2 separate regions of the Cricetulus griseus genome follow, and region 1 is linked to region 2. Evidence: chromatin contacts called from public Hi-C data. All regions are on one chromosome and are shown on one strand. The core of a region is the stretch at or near the end of the contact, and the rest is flanking DNA. Distances in the headings are between cores, read along the strand shown. Region 1 holds the start of Tm2d3 (TM2 domain-containing protein 3). Region 2 holds the start of Snrpa1 (U2 small nuclear ribonucleoprotein A').

What was found. Hi-C and Micro-C count contacts between places; a contact is called where the count stands out from the background.
Region 1: a Hi-C map of the CHO-K1 cell line shows a contact between it and region 2, with 4 times the contacts expected there. The contact joins the promoter of Tm2d3 here to the promoter of Snrpa1 in region 2. A contact is called at or near these places in 6 of 8 Hi-C or Micro-C datasets (the CHK-Q cell line, the CHL-YN cell line, the CHO-K1 cell line and 2 more).

Annotation. Positions count from the first base shown.
Region 1 is chr3:131,568,329-131,574,487 of CriGri-PICRH-1.0, forward strand. Tm2d3 (TM2 domain-containing protein 3) reads right to left here and starts at 2,631. Exons shown (of 4, transcript XM_035442464.1): 1 at 2,284-2,631. The coding sequence starts at 2,616. It overlaps Tars3 (threonine--tRNA ligase 2, cytoplasmic), which reads right to left. Exons shown (of 19, transcript XM_027408092.2): 18 at 5,791-5,905; 19 at 3,977-4,564. The coding sequence ends at 4,416.
Region 2 is chr3:131,212,087-131,218,674 of CriGri-PICRH-1.0, forward strand. It overlaps Snrpa1 (U2 small nuclear ribonucleoprotein A'), which reads right to left and starts at 4,585. Exons shown (of 9, transcript XM_027408099.2): 1 at 4,427-4,585; 2 at 2,493-2,640; 3 at 879-957. The coding sequence starts at 4,508.

The sequences.
Region 1 (6,159 bases), core at 1,381-3,880, 350 kb after region 2:
TGTCTAGAGTTTTACACTGGTGCTGGGGATCCAAACTCAGTCTTTGTCCTTGCACAGCAAGTACCTTACCAAGTGAGCTATCGTCTCAGCCCAAGACTTTCATTTTTGGAAAATTAAAAATTGGCTGTGGGTCAGGTGTTGTTGAGGGCAGGGCCTAATGCATATGAAGCATGTGTTCTACCACTGAGATATACTCCTAGAACCAAATGCAATAGTTAATACTTTGCAGGAGAGATGGCTCAGTGGTTAAGAGCACTGGTTGCTCTTCCAGAGTTCAATTCCAGCACCCACATGGCAGCTCACAACTGTAACTCCAGTTCTAGGGTACCCGGCACTTTCACACAGACATACATGCAGGCAGAACACCAATGTACATGAATAAAATAAATAAATAAATTTAAAAAAAGAAAAAATACTTTGCAGCAGTCACAAAAGACCACAATCAAATTATTTCTGGATATATCCCAGCACATGTCTGATTCTGACCAGTGTAAGCTACATTTTTAATGCTATACTCCATGCAGTTGGAATGAGTAAACTACAATACTTACAACGCAGGTAACAGAAGGTTTCACTGTACAGTCAAAAGTGACAGGCTTCCCATAAGTACAGGAGAAATTGGTCGCACACTCTATACAGTCTGCAGGAAGGCGGCTACACAAACCATTGCTTGGACACTTCATCATGTAAGGGGGGATTTCAGTACTTTCTGTGAGGTGGGAGAGCAGCTTATTCTCTATGAATAGTGATCAGAAGAAGAGTGAAAGACAGTGGAGAGACATCATTAGCCATAAACGACAATTTTCTAAGGTGGAGACACCAACTATTAGCAATGACACATGTACCCATTGGACACCTGCAATCTAAGAGGGGTTCTGTCACCAGCTAGCTAGAACCTGGTAACTTGTGTGACATTAGTAAAAGCCATTTCATCCGTGTCTACCAAGTGGCTATGAAAACTGAAAGTGCTCATTGATAAAAGAATGCAGGGAAAGTGCTGGATCCAAGTTAAAGGACTCAACAGCTCCAGGTGCACAGGTGAAAAACTAGAGCTTGGACAAGGCAGAGTCAGTCCATGCAAAATCCCAGAGGGAGTATTTGACAGAACCAGAACCAGAATACACATCTCTTCAAATCCAACGCAATGTCCTTTTACTGGTAGAATTTACTGGTAGAAAAATGAGACCACTGATACCCAATTCTAGAAAATAACTGTTGTTAGTAGGTATGCCAAAATAATAATCGAAATACCTCTGCCAGTTTCAAGTCCAAGTCACTGAAATATGGAACTTTAAAAGCCCACAGAGCCAGCATCCACTTAGCAAAACAGGAATACTTGAAAAATGGACCAAAGTGGTCAACTCTGTAAAATAAATAACATTTTCCCCCAATAACTATCTCCATGAGACCTGAGGCTGGACGGTTCAAATCACAAAACGGAAATGGTCACAGGTCAGGCTAACTACAGTGGCCGGAAAGATTGAGGAAACAAAGGCCCCAAAGGGGTAATATCCTCTAGCTCTCAATAGTACGACCCCACCCACCCGGCTTATACTCCAGGTATTCAATCAGCCTTCGAACAGCATTGGGGAGGCACTGTAGACTTCTTATTTTTAATTCAAAGGAAAGTAGCAGTGGTTAAGGAACTGGGAGACAGTAGAAAATAATAAACAGAAATGAGGAGTGTGGGGCTGGATGAAGAGGTGAGTCATAGATTTCAAAAAGGAATCAAATATCAAACCGGTGGCTATCTGCCCTTAATTTGCATATCTAAATAACACATTAAACGGCCAAAATAGAAAGGTGACTTGTTATCTAAAGAAATGTTTATCGAAAACAGAGAAAGGGGAAACCTATTCGATAGAAATATGCACATTTACCAGAATAGAAAATGTCTAGTACCTGCTGCCCTGGGAACTATTGTGAATGTGCGTGTTGGGCCCGGATCCTTTATTGACTGAGCCAGCGGCTGCGAATGCTCTAAATTTAAGGATCCTACAATTAGAGAAACATGTTATCCTGGGATATGGTACCCTTGGTTTGTGTGCTACTCGGGTAGGGGCTGCGCAGGGCAGATATGGTTCGTGAAACGGAAACGACCGGGAGGACTGGGGTTCTGGGCTACGGCCGCTAGGGAACGCGGGGCTTTCCGGCCCGGCTGGAGCGCGGCGCGGCCTCCGCCCGGAGGGCTGGGGCGCCCGGTCGTCTGTCGCCGGCCTCCCGCGGGTCCTGGGGCCCTCGTGCCACCAGCTCTCCAGGTGCGGCCCCCGGCCTTGAACTCACCATCGCCCGACAGAATGTAGCACTGGGAGAGGAAGAGCAGCACGCGGGACAGGCGGCGGACAGACCGCAGCGGCTCCGCCGCAGCCTCCATCTTGCCGGTGCGCGTGCGCACTTCCGGGCCAGGAGGCGGGGCTGTGGGGCGCGCCGAAGGGGGCGTGTCCGGGCGCGGCCCGCAGGCGCACTGCTGCTGGGCTCCGGCTCTGTGGTGGGCACCGCGGGTTTCCAGCACGGTGGCCCACGGCCGGAGGTGACTGGGACCTGAATCGCCCTCACGCTCTTTGAAGAGGGGTCCCTCTCTTTCCACTGGGAGACGGCGGTAATGATGTTACCCATTTGATTTCAGCTGACCCATACAGCTAGGGAAGTAGCTCCAAGAGGGACAGGTGGTCAGGACCCAGGACTTTGGCTTTACTACGTTTCACCAAAGCCTAACTTTGGGGGACACACGGTTCTTACAGTTCCTCTGAGACTGGAAAAAACAGGCCAGGCCTCAGGGACCTAGGACAAGAGCCGAATGTGAGGGATTTTTTTACGTAAGAAGAATCCCAGCCCTGCCTGACCAAGAGAAACCACCAACCTTGAGGAGGGGAGCTGCTCTCGGCAACCTGCACTGTTTCCATCACACATACCTCAGGAAACATGCTGTTGATATGCCTCTTCTTCCCTATGCCTGTATTTTGCTGACAAGCACTCTGGAGTCCCCAAACTCCCCATTCTCCCACTTGTACATCTGATAAGTGATAAAGTACATGAAATGGCGCCTGGCATCCAACAAAACCAAAGTAAACGTTAGCTTTAAAAATGGTCACAATTTGCACTCTACCCCTTCACACTGCTCTCATCTATGACACTAACTGATTAATATGTCAAAGACAGGTTCCTTTCTGCACTTAATTTGAATTCTGCAGCACCTACTGAAATAAACCTGTAACTAAATTCTCTTTGGCATACAGCTATTTTAATTATGTTCCAAGACAGTAAGGTTTGGAACCTAATTAAATCCTTTCAGTTAAAATCAGAAATACAGGGGCTGGAGAGTCAAGAGTACTGGCTGCTCTTCCAGAGGACCTAGGTTGGATTTCCTGCACCCACATGTTGGTTCACAACCATCCATAAGTAGAGTTCCAGGGATCTGGTACCCTCTTCTGGCCTCTGTAGGCATCATGCACTCCTGTAGTGCACAGACAAACAGGCAGACAAAACAACCATACACATAAAATAATAAAAAATAATTTAAAAACTATCAGAAATACAGTCCAGAGGCAGACATAGTTGAGATCCTATCTCATTAAAAAAAAAAAGTCTGAAATACACTTGATTCAACAAATAAGTGAAACTCCCCAGTAATTCAAACCTAGGAAAGCAAATGTGGCGTGGCATATACATTGCAGAGGTTCTAGAAACACTGTGCGATGCATTTTATTTGGGACTTTACTTTTTTCTAATGATAAATAAGAAATTGTGGTTTAGAAGCAGTAAAACTGCAACTCTTAGCCTACAAGACAAATAACAGATTCCACAAAATTTCTTTGAGGTTCATATTCCTTTGTCACTAACAAAATATTAGTACTTCTCTTAACATTGCTAAATGATGTAACAATTCCAACCTTGGACATGAAATTTTAGTGTAATCTTTAGTAAAACAGCCATAGAAATACCTGAGACATGTGTATTAGAAAATAAGACACACACACACACACACATACCCATGTTCAAAAAGGACCATGGGCTTTTATTTAAAGTCTATTTTTGTTGTTGGTTGAGAGGTGGCAATTGCTGGGGATGAGCCCAGGGCCTCATACATGCAAGGCAGATGCTGTAGTCACAAACCTACAGCCCCCAGCCTGGAAGCATGACTACTGAGAAACAACACAGCATAACTTTGATAATTCTCACTAGTGTTTCCCTCTTTGAATGAATACCATTTTACCAGTGAGGTCTCTGAAGTCTTGATCTCTTGTGAATTTCTCCAGCTTCTCCTATTTAGTCTCAGAACACAATGAATTAAAATAAAATATGTATATATCAAATAATCATTTTCCTTTTAGATGGACTCATTAGTAGCCCCAAGGTTCTTAGAAGTACTAATATCTTAAGTTCTCAGAAAAACATAGAAATACAAGGAACAGACTTCAAAAGTCTTCCTCAGCATTTAGAGTACGCGATTTTTTTAGGTTCTTCAATTTTTCAATGACAGAAGCTACTGAAATTTCTCCATGAATTTTGTTGTCTCTTGTTCGAACATTTACTGCATTATTTATCTTTTCCTTTTCACCAACCACTGTAGAAAAGAAAGTGAAATAAACATGGTTAATATTAATGATTTACCTACCATGAAGTTAACAGTCATTTGGTTCAGTCTGAGTTTCCTCTCAATATTACTTACTAAACTTCAGTCTATTGAGCATTAGGTCCTCCCTCAATAGTTAAGTGTATTGAGGGGAGGGATGGCATCTATGCCTCTTTCCTGTCTAGTTCAGAATACACTATTGTGGTCTTGGGACACAAATGGGAAGGGAACTTTTACAGACATCTGATTCTTTCTATCCTATTTGATGATTCCAAGGAAATATCATGTGGCTGGATCCAGGCAAGCCAACCAGAATTTTATAGAATGTGGGGGAAAGCCTGTTTGTTCTAGTAATCTATCTGTGAGAAGATGCAGGAATCTGCACCCATGTTTCTTTCCACACAGAAAGAAGAAACTGTGAAGTGGAATTAAGAGACTATTCAAAAGTATAAAGGAAACAGAAGTATAAAGGAAACAGAGCAAAACAGGAAACAGAAATGGAGAGACATGGTCCTAGTGAGGGCTGAGTTCCTGGTTACCTTTTCAATAGCTTGGCTATTAATTCTACCTTTCTGGTCATCAGTCACTCTGGCACCTTTCCAGTAAGATAATACAAGATTTATAACACAAGAAAAAGCCTAATGGAAACATCCAATTCTTTCTACAAGGCAAACATTATCAGTGAACAACTGTTGACAGAACAACTCTAGGCATTTTATTTTTTCTTTTTGCTACAGAATCTTTTAACTTACAGGACATATCCATACCGTACCTCCAGGCATGTTAATATCAGTTTCTCTTGACTTTATTGTTAATTTTTATTTCTTTTTTTAAAACCAAATTTTTGGACTTTGTACCCAATTACATATCTCTGAGAATGTTACTTAATCATCTTTTCTTTTGATCATTTAAAATTTTGAATCTTTTCTACATATAGTTTAGCCCAAGTTTCTAATAAACCAGAAAATCAAAGGGGAGCATCTGGGCCTTGCATTAGGGTGGGGCAGGTGTCTGTCTCCATTTGGGCTTAAATGTTAACTGCTGCTAGTGATGCTGCACTACAGACTTCTTGTGGAGCTGCAGGACACTTCCTTGTACACTACAATTCAACAGTCAGCTTGACTTGGGATAAGTAGTTACAACATCTTCCTCCTTTTTATTTTCTTTAAGTAAAGCCCCAAGCCAAGCATCTGAAAAAGTGTATAAGTTTAAATTACCCAAAATAAAATTATACTGAGCCAGCTGTGCATTCCTTATCTTCTTATTTAGTGTACAACTCTCATCTAAGTCCACATCAGCCATAAAGCCTTCTTCAAAACATTCCTTGGACACCTAGAAGATAGAGAGATATGTCTGTCATTATGTTCTTTATGGTATCCAGACTCCATAGCAGTCCTGTTTCCCATATCCTAGTACTAACACCCTGTGCAGGGATTGCCATTTTGTTCAAATTTGGTCTGTGTGAGTCATAGAAAGGCATGGAAGGGAGGGCATATTACTACTAAATCTAGGTTGCCAAAGCCTGTGTTGGCAAGCCTAGGTTGACTCTCTCCAGATCCCTTGCTCTGGGGGGCATTTCAACAGCC
Region 2 (6,588 bases), core at 3,335-5,834:
GTGTGTGTGTGTGTGTGTGTGTGTGTGTGTGTACGTACAGTTAGGCTGGTTGGCCAGAGAGTCTCAAGTATTAAACTCTGGCCCCTCCCTAGTGCTGGAATTGCAAACTAGACCCTCTATGCCCAGTTTTAAAACATGGATTCTGGAGTTAGAACCCAGTCCTCATGCTTATGTGGTAAGAGATTTACTGACTGACTACCTCATGAAACTCAGATAGGCATTTTAAAACTTGCCAGTAGCATGTTTACATAGAAAAGCAGGTAAAACCAAATTTAAACTCTCGTCTAAAATATCAATGCATTATGTATACAAAAAGCCACTAAGAAAGTTTACACCTTCATTTTTAATACTAAGCCTGAAATCTGGCATATATTCTATAGTTCTGCCCATCTCACTTAAGAACTAAGGTTAGGGTACCACACCACGGAGTCTGTTTACACATGGGAGGGAAAGGCAAGTTTCGACAAAACATCAGAAGCACTAATGATAGTGACCAATAAACAAGATTGCATGGGAACGTTTCTACCCAAGACACCCAACAGAGTCAGAAACCAAAAGGCACACCTGAGGGAGCAAAGAGATCTTCAACATACATTATCCAAATGCCATGCCAATTCTCAGCATAAAAACCAAACCAACACAATCAAAGAACAACAAAACAAACAAACAAACAAACAAAAAAAAGAGAGAGAGAGAGAGAGAGGGAGAGAGAGGGAGAGAGAGAGAGAGAGAGAGAGAGAGAGAGAGAGAGAGAGAGAGAGAGAACAACCAAAAGGCTTGGAATAGTAAAATAATTAAAAGAAAAACTAGGAAATAACATTTTGAAGCAGGAAGTACCCTACTTTTTCCTTAAATACAGTTTCGTCCATTCAACTTACCAGTTCCACTAGACTGTTGTTGGTGAGGATGAGCTCTGTCAGACAGGGAAGAGCCTGATCAAGTCCTTCTCCTATACGGCTACAATAAAAACAGAAAGGCTCTAAGTGACATCGATAAACAAGCCAACATTTATCTCCATCCTTGCAAGTATCTGACACCTCAATGTTAGAATATCCCTCTCCCATATCCCATCTCAAGGACAGCAGCAGAGGAAGCCTTGTGTGAGGCGCAGGGTCAGCGACAGGGATGGGATGACCTCAGAAACCTATGCTTCCTGGGCTTTTTTCCATGGCCAAGTAGTCTGGTTCAACCCAAAGAAAGGTGGGATTCCAGGGCAGAAAAAAATTTACAACTTTTTGTTCAGAAAACTCAAAAACCAATGACTCTGCATTCACACAGCTGGTGTAACACATTCATCCTAAGAAAATATTAATCATGAAAATGGCTTCTATCTAAAAACACCACTCAGTGCTTTGATGTGTATAGGTGTTTTGCCTGCACTTATGTCTGCATACTGATTGTGTGCTTGGTGCCTGTAGAAGCCAGAAAAGGGCCTTGAATTCCCTGGAACTAGAATTGTGAACTGCCACACTGGTCTGGGAAGGAGAAGAACCCACTTCATCTGAACTGGAAAAGGAGCCGCCAGTAGGCTTAACCACTGAGCCATGACTCCAGCCCCTAGAAACTTTCCTTAATAAAAGCTATGTCTTCAGCAATTCCGGTCCCCTGACAATAATTCCCACAAGAGGCACTGACCCTAACAGAAACACCAGTACCAGGTACGAGAAACCTTCCTTAATAACTATATTAATTCAATTTTTATATGAAGCTGATAAACAGCCAGGTGGTAGTGCACATATTCAATTCCAGCACTTGGCAAGGAGAGGGAGGAGGATCTCTGTGAGTTCAAGGCCAGCCTGGTCTACCAAGTGAGTTCCAAGACAGGCTCCAAAGTTACACAGAGAAAAACCTGTCTTGAAAAACAAACAAACAAAAAGGATGTTATTGAGACAGGGTCTCACTCTGTAGCATCAGTTGTAACTTGCTGTGGAGACAAGGCTGGACTGCCTCAGCCTTCCAACTGTTAGGATTAAAGGTGGGCACCACTACACCTGACTTTTATAAATCATTTTTATTATGATGCTGTTGGTAATTGCTCTAGAATCTGAAATGTATACAGAGCAACATGTTTTAAATTTAAATTCAAAGTTTAGTATCAACTACGAATACTAAAGATCTCTGAAGATAGCAAGTAAGGTCAGACCAATGCCCACGTTAGTCTCCCAATCTCTTAGAAAAAGTGCTCGATTCATTCCTCCCTTTAAGAAGAGACATGGAGAGGCTGGAGCACTGGCTGCTCTTCCGGAGGACCCAGATTCTATTCCTAGTACCCACATGAGAGCTCACAACTGTCTGTAATTCCAGCTCCAGGGAACTCACACCCTCTTCTGGCCTCCAAAGGCACCACAATGGTATACAGATAGTGCAGACACACTTGCAGGCCAAACACTAATATACATAAAATGAAAACTAAAAACAAATCATGTCTTTCTTCAGGGTACATTGTAACATCTTTTCAAGGTAGAAAAGTATTCTCACTAGCAGACACTCACCAAATTCTGTTGTTGTTCACTAATAATGTTTTCAGTCTTCTCAATAAAGGAAAACCATCCAGTTTCCTGATCTCATTATCAGAAAAATCAATAGCATCAAACTGGTCTAAGGTAGCACCTAAATTTTCAATGACAGGGATTTTATATCCTGTAGAGGGGAAAAATACATACAGCAAATATTAATATAAATGAAAGGTCCTGAAAACAGTAGGAGCATCTGATTGTAATTAGACTCAAAGTACTCATTCAAGAAGTATTAAACCGGCACGGGTGCCATGTCACACTCTGTACAAAAATACTGAAGATAAGTGACAAATGAGTTACAGGGTCCTTACTGCCTCGAAGCGTGTGGTCATGCAGTAAACTTGAAGAGGAGGTTGAAGGCAAGAACAAGAACACAGGCGTATACTTAGTAATATTGGTGTCCACTGTTTATGAGAACATCTACAAGGTATTTACACTGTTCAAAGTTCTTAAGAGTGTCAGGCTCTATGTCAAGTTAACACTGCTTACTGTTAATGCTCAAGTCTTGCTGGGACACTGGTGACCAGCCTTCTAAACCATTCACATAACTCAGCAGTATATCCTCATGCTATCCTGACTCACTCTCTTCTCCACCAGCTCCAATTCAGAGCTGAAAATGGTGTCTATACAACCACAAACCACACTGTGAACATCCCCTTGATTGTCTAATGGGCATAACCATCGAGCTAGGTGCCAAAGGAAGAAGAGAAACTTAGTACACAACTTTCACTCAGTTGTGAAAGAGCGCAATAAAATAAGCTTTATCAAGACTGCATGGTCTTCAGAGATGCAGCAGAGACCAAAACTGTGTGCCAAGACAGTAAAAGGGTTCAGATACCTCTGAAATGGACTTTTGTCTGAGAAAGCTAATGTCTAACAAAAGCACTAGGATTTTCTATAGGTCAGCAAGGCATTTTAGCAAATGGCAGAGTATAGTCCCCGAGACTGTGGTTGCCTCATGACACAGTTATATAATCCTAACCCCTTTCAAAGCCATCTCCTGAAAAGTAGATAACTGCACTTTCAATGCTATATTTTGTTATTATTGTCATTTTCTTGTTTTATTCGACACAGGAGACTAGGCTGGCCTCGAACTCAGAGATCCGCCTGCCACTGCCTTCCGAGTGCCGGGCGTGTGCCACCGCTGCCCAGCTAATGCTGTGTTTTGTTTTTGTTTTTTTAAACCAAGCTCTACTCAACAGGTTAGTGTTCACCACCCCTCACATGGGAGTGATGACTATAAGCCTTGGTCAAACAGATCAAGCTAGAAAACACCTTCTTATAAAAGTGAATTATCAGGGGCTGGGGACCTGGTTCTGTGGGGCGAGTGCTTGTTTATCAAGAACAAAATCCTGGGTTCATCCGCAGCACCATATAAACATGGGGCACACGTTTAAACCCAGCGCCGGGAAGTGGAGGCAAGAGGGCCGGAAGTTCGAGAACGTCCCTAACTACACAGCGGTTTGAAGCCAGCTCTGAGTACAGGAGACCCTGTCTCAAAAAACAAATGAGCAGACCCAAAATGGAATTATTGTATAATTAAGATAACTTTGACTTATATCTAATCTACCCTCACGTGTCATATTAACGCATTTGCTAAAAACCAGCCGGTCGCGGTCCGGAAGATACCATTTTCTATTTTCCTGGCCCTCAAACAGTTCAGGCTGCTGAGCATGCCGGGCAAAGCCTAACGAATACGGACCCGGGAAGGAACGGAGAAGCCGTGTCTGTTAGCGGGAGCGGGTAACAGACGGCTCCAAAGGGTCCTGAGGGACCGGCGATCGGAGGAGGTACCCTAAACCCGGGCGGGAGGCCCCCGGGCCAGGCTCCGGCCTCCGCGCACGCGGCGGGGCCCGCTCCTCCCGGCCTCGCGCCGAGCCCGGACACAGCCCGCGATCCCCCTAACTCACCGCGAAGATCCAGCTCGCGGTCCCGCACAGCATTGGTGTACTGCGCCGCCTGCTCGATCAGCTCCGCCGTCAGCTTCACCATCCTGCCGCCGCCGAGTCCCCTCACCTCGGCCACCGGCCTGCGCCTCCCGCCAGTGCCGTGTCCCAGGGTGCACCGCGCCGCGCTGCCAGACAAAACCAATCGGAGCGGCGCTCACCTCGACCACCAGGCTAAAGCAATCGATCGAAGGCACCGCCGGGCGTTGCGATCGTCGTCTTTGCTTCTTGGTTCTTCTTGGCTGGTGCGTTCCTGGAGTGTGGCGAGCCCAGATTCCAGATATTTGTGTCCAAAAGATAAGAACACGAGAGAGGCACTCTCACTTCAGTGAACCTCGAGGCTGGGGTATTTGGGATTGTCCAACAGGGGGCGGACACTCCGCCAAAGCTTCAGGGATTCAGGTTTCTAAGATTTGCGGTCCAGCAGAGACAAGGCTGGGCCATTCGGCTGGACTGCCTTAAGATGGGCAACATCCGAGCTAGTATGGTCACCTTAAAGCCTCAGGGTGGACTTGCGGCGTCTAGACATTTAAGTATTGATGTCGAGGGGCTAGCCAGAGAGATGGCATAGAGGTTAGGGGCACTTGCTGCTTTTGCAAAAGACTTTTGCAAAAGGAGTCTCATTTCAGTACCCAGTTGTGCACCTCACAACTGCTTGTAACTACAGCCCCAGGGATTCGTCGCCCATTTCTAACCTCCTCGGACACCGGCAATCGCAAACATAAAAATAAAATAAAGCTTAAATGATATTCATATTGTAAACTGGGCGTGGCGGGGAACGCCTTTAATCCCAGCATTTGGGAGGCCAGATCTGTGAGATGAGACCAGGTCATTCTGATCTACAGAGCGAGTTCCAGGGCTATGCAGAGAAAACCCGGCTTGAAAAAAACCAACAACAGCAACAAAATTCATATGAAGAGCAGGGGCGTACACACATCAGAAACCTGACATTTGATGAATGCCAACAGAGTGAACACACACACCTGCAGAGCCTTGGCCTCTGTCCCCAAAGACGGCCAGGAACCCAATTCTACGAATTAGTGCGCTTATTTTTTATCTTAGCTTATTAATTAGTGTATATGCCACTTGTTTGTGGGTGCCAGGGGAGGCTTATGGCCTGAGATTCCCTGGAACTAGCTGTTGTAATCCTGTGGACATGTGTATTACAGGCTGAACTCCAGTCCTCTGCAAAAGCAGAAAAGCATTCTTTAAATCTTTTTTTAAAATTACCTGTGTGGTTTTGTGCACATGGGTGAAGATACCCACAGACTTCAGAGATGCTAAATTCTCTGAGATTGGAGTTACAGGTGGTTGCTGGAAATGAACTCAGGTCCTCTGAAAGAGCTGTAATGGCTAAGTCAGGGGATGACTTTGAACATCTCACCTCCCTGCCTCCACCTCCAAGTGCTGGGATGATTGGATTGAGCTCATGTAGTGGTGGGAGTGGACTCTGAGTTTCTGTGCATGCTGAGGCAGGTACTCTACTGAGCCACATCCCCAGCCCTGATTTTGGTTATTCTAAGACAGGGTTTCACACTGAAGCTCAGGCTGGCCTGTAAATCACTGCAATCCTCCCAACTCAGTCTCCCAAGTGCTGTGGTTACAGATAGGCACCACTGAAATGGCTAAGGTAATGCCATCATGTCCTGACTCTGTTTTGTGCCTAGACATTCCACAGCTTCCTCTCCCTCTCCAAGGGCCACATATCTTGGCAATGCTTTTGGGACTGTCCATGTCACCGATCATGGTCCAGATGTATGAAGCAGAATAACTGATGTTTGTGCAGGCTAAAATATAAAATTCAAATAACTAAGACAAAGTGCAAATCAGAAGTAATTGTCATGTGGTGTCTAGAAAATACTACTAAGCTCTGCAAAATGACAAATGTTGTGTTGATCCCCCTCAATGTGAATGTGAATGTGGTTTTAGTCTTTTAAAATGCTGTACTCCTGAGCTTCAACACCAAGAGACTCTGAGGTCACTCTTGGTTGCTGGCTAATAATGGGACTTAGATACTCCTGCTTGGCTTAGTAATTGTGATTGTCAATAACTATCTCACATGGATCATTTCACCACCATACCCAGCAGATCATTGCACATTTTTGTTTGTTTGTTTGTTTGTTTTT